Linked DNA regions of Ovis aries: region 2 is linked to region 1. A link is a contact called in public Hi-C data. All regions are on one chromosome and are shown on one strand. The core of a region is the stretch at or near the end of the contact, and the rest is flanking DNA. Distances in the headings are between cores, read along the strand shown. Region 1 overlaps IFNGR2 (interferon gamma receptor 2). Region 2 overlaps IFNAR1 (interferon alpha and beta receptor subunit 1).

Region 1 (4,625 bases), core at 1,933-4,432:
GCAAGACATCCTCGCCGCCGCGACAACCTTTTTGGTGCTGTCAGTGGTGGTGGGGTCCTGTCTCTTCCTGGTTCTGAAATACAGAGGCCTGGTTAAACACTGGTTCCACTCTCCGCCAAGCATTCCATCACAGATAGAAGAGGTATGTGTGTGCACACCCACAGGGGTGACTGGTCAGTCTTTCTTGCCCCCCATTAACACCTAAGAGTAGGACACTGGCCAAAGCCAGACACAGAGGTCGGAGTTAAAAGTGGTACTTGGTTATTTGTACACTCATCTTCATAGGAGCATTATTCTGCTGAATAATAGCCGAAAGGTAGAAACACCCTGAATGTCTATTGACAGACGAGTGAATAAATAAAATGCGGTGGGAATTCCCTGGCGGTCCTGTGGTTGGGACTTACGCACTTTCACTGTTGTGGCCCTGGGGTTCAGTCCCTGGTCGGGGAACTAAGATTCCTGCAAGCCTCATGATTCACCACTCCCCCCCCAAAAAAAAAGATCTGCTATATACATATGAATGGAATGTTAACCTTAAAAAAGAAGGGAATTCTGAGACATGCTGTGATAGGGATGAACCTTGAGGACATTACAATCAGGGAAATAAACGGGTTACAAAATGACAAATACTACATGATTGTACATATTCGAGCACTTAAGAGGGCTCACATTCGCAGAACCAGAATGTAGAATAGAGGTTGCCCGGGTCTGGAGGGAGGGAGGAAATGGGGAGTTCATATTTAACGGGGACAGTTTCAATTTTACTGTGAATAAAATGAAAAAAGTCCTAGAGACAGATGGTGGTCATGATTGCCCAGCGATCCAAATAGACTTCACACCACTGAACTGCTCGCTTAAAAAGCGGTCAGGACGGTGAATTTTATGGCATGTGTTTGTTGTTTATTCGCTCAGTCGTGTCCGACTCTTTGCAACCCCACGGACTAGCTCGCCAGACTCCTCTGCCCATGGGATTCTCCAGGCAAGAATACTGGAGAGGGTTGCCATTTCTTCCTCCAGGGCATCTTCCCCATTGGCAGGTGGATTCTTTACACTGAGCCACAAGGGAAGCCCCTATGTTATATGTACTTTTCCACAATTAAAAAAAAAATTTTTTTTTAATGGCATGAGGTTGGCCAAAAGATGGTCTAGTCTGGCCCATTCAGGAGACTGGCCGTGGTAGGTCCCACTGGAGACAACACATCAATCCCAGGCTTTTGGAGACTGTCCCCAGGGAGCCTGGCTGGAGCTCATGGACCAGTGGAGGCTGCAATCAAGAGCATGAGCTTTGGGTCAGACAGTGTGCAGGAGGATTCTAGAGTAAACACACCGAGAGCCATGAGCTCAAAGCCTTGCATGCCTAGCGCACAGGCCATGTTACTTTAAAGAATTTAAGAAAGAAAAGTGGAATGGGTGGGCCTTGTTCAGTTGCTAAGTCATGTCCAACCCCATGAACCACAGCACACCAGGCTTCCCTGTCCTTCACCATCTCCCGGAGTTTGCTCAAACTCATGTCCATTGAGTCGGTGATGCCATCCAACCAGCTTATCCTCTTACCCTCAGTCTTTCCCAGCATCAGGGGCTTTTCCAACAAGTCGACTCTTTGCATCAGGTGGTCAAAGTATTGGAGCTTCAGCTTCAGCACCAGTCCTTCCAACTTCCAATGTATATTCAGGGTTGATTTCCTTTAGGATTGCCTGGTTTGATCTCCTTGCTGTCCAGGGGATTCTCAAAAGTTTTATCCAGCACTCCAGTTTGAAAGCATCAATTCTTTGGTGCTCAGCCTTCTTCATAGTCCAGCGGGTCTTACAGAAAGTCTTGTTTTCCTGCCCAGCCACACCGCAGCCCCCCTCCCCAAGGCACAGTGAGGCAGCCAGGTCCTCTGAGGACGTTGGGACGTTCTTGGGATCAGAAGCTAGCTGACAGAAGAATACTTGAAACTGTTTGCCTCTGGAGGTTTATCATTCTTCAGGAAAATCAGAATAAAAGTACTAGAAACAGAGTCTCATGTTGTTATATCTCGTCTATATAGACAAAGTCTAGAAAGAGCTGCAGTCACTTTTTTTCCTTTATATGTCATGAGCTGTTTAAGGGATACAGACATTATGAGAAATACATGTTGAACTCCCTACTGGGACCTGCATACAGATGCTGTAGGATTCTGCTTTTTGAAGACTCTAAGTAGAATAATAGTCAAACTCATAGAAAAGCAGAGAGTGACAGAGTGGCTACCAGGGGTGAGGGGAGAGGGGAGCAGGGCGTTGCTTTCAAACGGTAGGAAGTTTCAGTTATGCAAGATGAATAAGTTCTGGTTTCTGCTGTACAAGATTGTGCTATAATTAGTACTGTGTTGTGCCCTTAAACAGGCTTCCCGGGTGGCGTGGTGGTAAAGATTCCACCTACCCATGCTGGAGGCACAGGGAGACTCGGGTTCCATCCCTGGGTCGGGAAGGTCCCCTGGAGAAGGGAATGGCAACCCACTCCAGTATTCTTGCCTGGGAAATCCCACGAACAGAGGAGCCTGGCGGGCTACAGCCCATAGGGTTGCAAAGTGCTGGACACGGCTGAGTGACCGAGCACGCACGTGCACTTCAAGATGTGTTTAGAGAGTAGAACTCAAGTTAGGTGTTCCTACCACAAAACTGCAATAACGGCAAAAACAACAGCAACCAATTTTCCTGGTTAATACTGTCACACCAGAACAGCTGTCAGCTCGGAGTTTTACTTGCATTAATGATCTCCGTCTCGGGACTTCCCTGGTGTCCAGTGGTTAAGACTCTGCACTTCCACTGCAGAGAGCGCAGGTTCAGTGCCTGATCAGGGAACTGAGATCCCGCATGCCGTGTGATGAAGCCAAAAAACTAAGAAACAAAACAAAACAAAAAACAAAAAACCGTCTCTCAGTAGAACTAGCAGCAGGGCCCCAGTAAGTGAATTTACTGCTACTTGTTTCTTTGGGGCTTGAACCTAAAACACAGAGTCTTTCGATTTGCTTTCCTGGGAAAGTGTGAAAAGTCTATATCAAAGGTCACTGAAGTTACATGAGAAAATGACTCATGTTTCACTTGTATTTTGGGGGTTTCACAAGTGCACGTGACACGCTGCTGCTCCTCTGCTCGCCAGCCAGCGCTAAGCTGGCTGCATTCTGTTTGTGAGGTTCCGCAAGCACACGTGACCCGCCGCTGTCCCTCCTCTTGCCAGCCAGAGCTAAGCTGACTGGATTTCAGTATCTTTCAGCATTTCCAAGAGCCACGCAGTAGGTTCTTGGTAACTTGGTTGTGGTGGTGGTCGTTCAGTTGCTCATTCGTGTCCGACTTCCCTGCGACCCCCATGGACTGTAGCCTGCCAGGCTCCTCTGTCCATGGGATTTCCCAGGCAAGAATACCAGAGTGGGATGCCATGCCCTCCTGCAGGGAGTCTTCCTGACCCAGGGATCGAACCTGCGTCTCCTGCTTTGGCAGGCGGATTCTTTACCGCTGAGCCACCTGGAAAGCCCTTGGTAATTGATGTCTAAGCCCAAAGCAGAGGCAGGAGAGACATGGCACGTTAAGGGTGCAGATCAGCATTTCGCATCAAGGACCTGCACTTTCTCATTCACCCATGGCTGTCCGCTGCAGATCCTCCACACCCACGTGTATGTTATATAAAGCAGAAACACCTAGTGGGTTGGGGTAGCTGAGAAAAAAATGCCCGTGAACTTTCCCTCTTCACCCTCACCTTGTAGGTGACCAGGAGGCTTCATTTCCTCCTTTCCTTAAAAGTTAGAATTCCAGAGACATTCCAGGTGAATAGCCCACAAGCCCTCATCCAGCCAGTGCAGCAAGTCATTTCCTGAGTTACACACCTTACACACTTTCAGAGTATCCCCTTGGTTGGCCCTTGGATTCGTGTGAAAGCTATTGACAGGAAGGGCGGGGAGGGGTTTTCAGGATTTCTGAAGCTGTTTCGTTGGAGGATAGAAGTGGAAGTTACACCAAAATGATACAGGATTATGCCAACTCGAACTAAAATCAAAATGTCTGATATCGGGAACTTGCAGACTAATTATGGTGATGGTTTTCAATTTTTCAAGTATTTAAAGGACCCGGCTCAGCCCATCTTAGACGCCCTGGACAAGGACAGCTCACCAAAGGAAGACACCTGGGACTCCGTGTCAGTTGTGACGTTTCCAGAGAATGAGCAAGAAGGGACTCCCCAAAGCTCTTGGAACCAAAACGCTGATCCAAGCCACCAGCCCACGGAAGGAGTTCTCTGACCCAAGGAAGCTGCGACAAGCCTGTCAGGACTGGATAGAGCCACTTGCTCCTTAGTCTCGTCACAAAAAGACCCTGGGGTGCCTGGGAAGAAGTTAGTTGTGAGAGAGACAAACATTTTTTTTAACTAGTGAAAGTCGCTCAGTCGTGTCCAACTCTTTGCGACCCCAGGGACTATATAGGCCATGGAATTCTCTAGCCCAGAGTCCTGGAGTGGGTAGCCTTGCCCTTCTCCAGAGAATCTTTCCAACCCAGGGCTCGAACCAGGGTCTTCCGCATTACATGCAGATTCTTTACCAGCGGAACCACAAGGCCTAAATCCTGTAAGTTTCTAGACTGATTCTGCAACCAAAAAAAAAAAAAAAGTTTTTGCTT
Region 2 (5,129 bases), core at 1,628-4,127, 91 kb before region 1:
GCGCCTGGAGTGGCTCCCGCGCTGCCGGCCTTGCTTCAGGTTCTCAGGCTATGGAGCCAGAGGCCAGAAGGTGGCTCACTGACGGGCTGTAGTGTATTTCACTGACTGGCTGTGAACATGCGCAGCTCAGTTGTGAGCACTTGCACAAGTGCCCGTAGCTGTAAAGCAGCGCCAGCAGCGCCATCCCGTAGAACTGTGAGGGGCGAGGGCGGGAGACCAGAAAGACCCGCCGCTGTGCCAGCACTCTCCACGTGAGCTGTTTCACCCTCTTATCCCTGAGTTTTCTCGTGTCGTTTCTATGTGCTCTTCTATTCAGAGCTGTTGTTTAAAGAACTTTTAGACTAGCAAGTTACTCTTAGCGGAACTGGGAAAAAGTTAACTTCTCCCTTGTGCTCCTCCTGGATGTTTTTGGATTGGGTACCAACATTTTTATTATTTCACAATAAAATGTCCCCAATCCCAGTGCCCTCCCATTCCTTCCTTAGCCACCACGCCCTTCCACCCCCTACTCCTCACAGCACAGTGGACTTTCTTAGAGACTGTTTGGATAATTTCCCCAAAGCAGTACTGAGATGTTCGTGACCTCACTGGTGGTGGTTTTTTTCTAGACACGATAGTGCAGTGGATACGCTCTTAGCTCGCTTTTTAATACGCATGTCAAAAGATAGGATTTCTAGATAAAGGATTTAAGAAACTGAAGCTTATTGGAACTCAGAAACCACTTTTTGTTCTTTTAAATAATCTATTTCTGTTCTTTCCCTTTTGAATTAGTATTTCTCTGATCAGCCACTAAGGAATCTACTCCTTTCCACTTCTGAGGAACAAACGGAAAGATGTTTTATAATTGAAAATGCAAGCATTATTACTGAAATAGAAGAGACTAATGAAGTTGATGAAGTTCACGAAGAGTACAATTCCCAAGCTAGTCAAGATTCAGGAAACTATTCGAATGAAGATGAAAACAGTGGAAGCAAAATAAGTGAAGAGTTTCTGCAGCAGGACAGTGTGTGACCAGGAATGACCCCTGAAACATTAGGGAGTCTTACAAGAGTCAGAATGGGAGCCTGGGCTTTTTGCTCTTCTCAGTAACTCTCAAAAGAAGATTGCCCATGTCGGGGAATAAAAAGCATCTTCAGATCGCAGGTCCTAAAAATACAGGCAAGCATTCACTATTTAAAATGAATTTCAGGAAGTTTTCTGCGTCCTTTGCTGTGTGTCAAGTCTTGAAAGGCCTGTCATCGGACCTGCCTCGGATGAGAGGCGTTAAGTCCAGAAGATACCCTCTGACTCCCTCATGCTACCTAAGCACCCCTGTGCTGTCGTGTGGTTTGGGGGTGCTTGTGTTCCCGTCAGCTGGTGCTGTCGCTGTGTATCGTTCGTTCCGTCTCCCTTGCAGCATTACAGTTCGCTGTTTTTCAGGAGATATTTAGAACATTTGGTCTCGTTCAAAGAAGAACCTGAATACTACCATCAGTTGATTTTCTGAAAAAGTAGCTTACTCTGGAAAACAGCTGCACATGCCAGAAACGTGGTCCTTATAGATTTTCAGGGGGATTCTCTCTGTTTATACCAGTCACATTTATACCAGTTGCAAGAGATGTGGATTCAGTCCTTGGGATGGGAAGATCCTCTAGAGGAGGGCATGGCAACCCACTCCAGTATTCATGCCTGGAAAATCCCATAGACGGAGGAGCCTGGCAGGCTACAGTCCATGAGGTTACAGAGTCGGACACTGAAGCGACTGAGCATGCACACACGCGTACCAATTACATTGGCCTCTACATGACAGTTACCCAGCCCTTCCACAGTTTAGGATTAAAACCATGTCATCTTTTACTATATGTACATTAAGCCTTCCTGTTTCAGAACATTAGGACAGTAGCTTCTGATTAGAAGGCATAATCCCAAAAATTACAAAGAAATGGGAAACAGTCTGAGTAGAGAAGTTACTGTTATCCCTTAAGATATGGGAGCGTGTCACATTAGTGACAGTGTATGTAAAGTCTTGGGATCAGAAAATGCTACTGAGAAACAGTAAGTAGAGTGAGTCAGTGGGAAAGAAGCAGGTGGCTTTAGTGAAAAATAAGAATAATGTGCGTCGTCAACTTCTGATAACTAACATCCTGAGGGGTGGCATTTGTTTCCATGGCTCATCTGTGTCACTTCGTAACAGCAGGCCGGCTTCTGTCCACTGTGGGGCAACACTCAGGTGTCGCTTCGCTCAGCCTGCATGCACTCAAGGACATGCAAGTTATTTATCATCAGAGTGTGGGAGGAAATGAACTAGGAAGGAAACCCAAGTTTTTTAAATTATGCAATACCTCTCAAAGGCATCTGTAGCTTATGTTTAAATGACTTTGCTATTTTGGCTTATTCATGGAGCTCCTGCAGAGAAAGGAAGTGTAGGAATTCTGGCTACCTCTGAGGCCAAGTTCTCAGCTTCAGTCGTTGCAGCGGGACTGAGAGGGAAGAGAGATGGCACCACCCAGCTCATCAAGTCCGGCCGGGCTCGTTTAGAGTGGTCCGTGGGGTCTTCTGAGTGGAAGAAGAGGTTGAAAGCAGCCGCACTGGGAAGGGCCGTGGTGCCCCGCCTGTCCTCTCCAGAGCACCTCGTGCTCCTCTGGGCCACCATCGGGGAGCACACGGTCAGGGGCGCCCCACCAGGGTAGTTCTCTGCTGCAGAATCCTTCCAGGGACCCAAACACCTCTGATCCACTGACCAGAGGCACACGGTCAGGGGCGCCCCACCAGGGTAGTTCTCTGCTGCAGAATCCTTCCAGGGACCCAAACACTTCTGATCCACTGACCAGAGGCATTTGGTTTAAAGCAGATCAGGACTGGCCCTTCTCTGGGAAAAGCCCCATCCGTCCGTGGGAACTTGTCACTATCGAGAGGACCCTGCCCTCGCCGGCTTCCGCGCTGGGTCAGGGCCCCTGGCCTGCCCTGCACTCAGGCCTGGGATTTTCCACAGGAAAAAAGCTGCTTCAGACTGGGAACAGTGCCTTTGTGGGATGTGGCAGAGGGAAAACTAGGGCATTATAAGGCAGAGACGCTGCTGAAGTCACTAGGCCCCTGGGTGTGGGAGTATGTGTGTCGGGTTTAAGATCCCCTGTGGTTTTCAGTGAACAAGCATCTGAGCGGCCTCAAACAAAAACCCCTGTTTTGCTGCATCTTGTAGACCTGAAAATGCAGTTCCATCCCATTCTTCATTGTGGTCCACATGTAGCTTAATCAAGATGTGCTTGCTTATAAGATGGTAAGTATTTTTTTCCAAAAAAATAGTTTGCTTGCAAATACTATATACTTGAGAGCAGCAATAAACTCCCTCAGATCTGTGATACTGATAGCTCTTAGAGAGGGTGGATATAATATAAGCATTTATGTAGAAGATTCGTGTCATTACAGCTGGAAATCATGTATTCATATGTAATATAGATTAATATATACGTAGTGACATGGGTCTGTAAACACACATGTACAGACATGATGCTGGCTACTATGCCACTGCTGCTGCTGCTAAGGCACTGAAGTCGTGTCCAACTCTGTGCGACCCCACAGACGGCAGCCCACCAGGCTCCCCCGTGCCTGGGATTCTCCAGGCAGGAACACTGGAGTGGGCTGCCATTTCCTTCTCCAATGCGTGAAAGTGAAGTGTCTCAGTCGTGTCCGACCCTCAGCAACCCCATGGACTGCAGCCCACCAGGCTCCTCCGTCCATGGGATTTTCCAGGCAAGAGTACTGGAGTGGGGTGCCATCGCCTTCTCCGACTGCCACTAGTACATCCATAAACACTTAGCGTAGGTTCTAATTAGAAAAGGGTAAGTGCTGCTCTAGAACTACGAGCTTCAAAATCTTGACCAGAAATTTGCAACATATAAAGTTATTTCAAAAATATATGTTTAGGGACTTCTTGGTGGTCCAGTGGCTAAGACTGAGCTCCCAATGCAGGGGCCCCGGGTTTGATACCTGGTCAGGGAAACTAGATTGTACATGCCACAACTAAGACTCGACACTGTCAAATAAATTTTTAAGTATATATATATATATATATATATAGTTTGTGTAACATCTTTTCCCCAAACCTACCTTCAAAGCAGCCTCAGATTGCTCCTAAGAATTTGGAAGTGTTCAGAAGCTTTTCCTACCTCCTCCCCATCCCTGTAACCCTTGTATTACCTGACACGTTTGTGTTCGTTTCAGCTGGTGTCTGTCTGCCCCTCCCAGGGGACCAGAAGCTCTGTGAGCTCAGGAATAAACACTTAGCACTGTATCCCCAGTACCTACCAGAGTGCGGTGCCTCGCGCGGAAAAAGTGCGTAGGAAATAATTGTCAAGTGAGGGAAACCTAGGATTTGAACCAAGTGGGTGTTTCTGTTTGTATGTCTTATTGAGGTATAGAAGGACACGGCCATATTTCCAGTGTTTCTATGAAAACAGCCAGTGTTGCCAGTGTTTGTATCTTACTTCGTGTGTACTTTGTCTTAATGCCCACTGCCATTCATTTTTAAACAGTTTTAACATTTTCTGTAATAAACACTGAGTCTTGGATTCCATGGTGGTTTTGCTTGAACTGATTGAACGTAAGCATCACAGGTGCTGTGGCTGCTGCCTTCGTGAGGTGTTCGCAGCAGAGCGGGCTGGCCCCGTGCCAGGGGGGCCGCGCCCGGCATTGGTGTCCCGAAGGGTCCACCCCGGGCTGGGAGCTCTCGCACAGTCCTTGCTTTTTTTTCACAACCTTGTGTTTAGACTTGGCTGGACACAGCCTTGAGCCAGTGAGTCTGCAGTCGTAATGCAGACCCTGCCCCCTCAAAGCATGCTGTTCCCTTTGGCCAACGTTTCTTCTCTGGATATGCTCTTGAAGGAGACTCCCCAGTCCCACACGTAAATTGATCTGAAGTTAAACACCATTGACATTCAAAGTGAGAATCCTCATCATGTGTTTTTAGTAACTGTCCTCAAATATTTTCCCAAAATGTACAGGGAAGTGAATGTTAATAATTTCATCTCTGATGCACAAGAGACGCCCCTGTTACTTAACACTAGTGACAAATACCAGTAACATCCAGTTTTTTTTCTTCTGCGTGGTAGCTCATGTCAGCAGCTCATGGTAGTTGACCAACCGTGAAAAAG

What was found. Hi-C and Micro-C count contacts between places; a contact is called where the count stands out from the background.
Region 2: a contact with region 1 is called in a Hi-C map of tail adipose tissue, with 5 times the contacts expected there. The contact joins two enhancer-like sites. A contact is called at or near these places in 9 of 16 Hi-C or Micro-C datasets (blood, hypothalamus, mesenteric adipose tissue and 5 more).

Annotation. Positions count from the first base shown.
Region 1 is chr1:122,756,673-122,761,297 of ARS-UI_Ramb_v3.0, reverse strand. It overlaps IFNGR2 (interferon gamma receptor 2), which reads left to right. Exons shown (of 7, transcript XM_015092370.3): 6 at 1-142; 7 at 4,070-4,625. The coding sequence ends at 4,252. Among named protein-coding and RNA genes, the nearest start is that of IFNGR2, 31 kb to the left of the region's middle. Within about 2 kb of position 3,182, at least 7 of the 54 cell types and tissues checked have an H3K27ac peak or open chromatin away from gene starts, as enhancers often do.
Region 2 is chr1:122,846,374-122,851,502 of ARS-UI_Ramb_v3.0, reverse strand. IFNAR1 (interferon alpha and beta receptor subunit 1) reads left to right here. Exons shown (of 8, transcript NM_001009748.1): 8 at 772-4,550. The coding sequence ends at 782. Among named protein-coding and RNA genes, the nearest start is that of IFNAR1, 27 kb to the left of the region's middle. Within about 2 kb of position 2,877, at least 8 of the 54 cell types and tissues checked have an H3K27ac peak or open chromatin away from gene starts, as enhancers often do.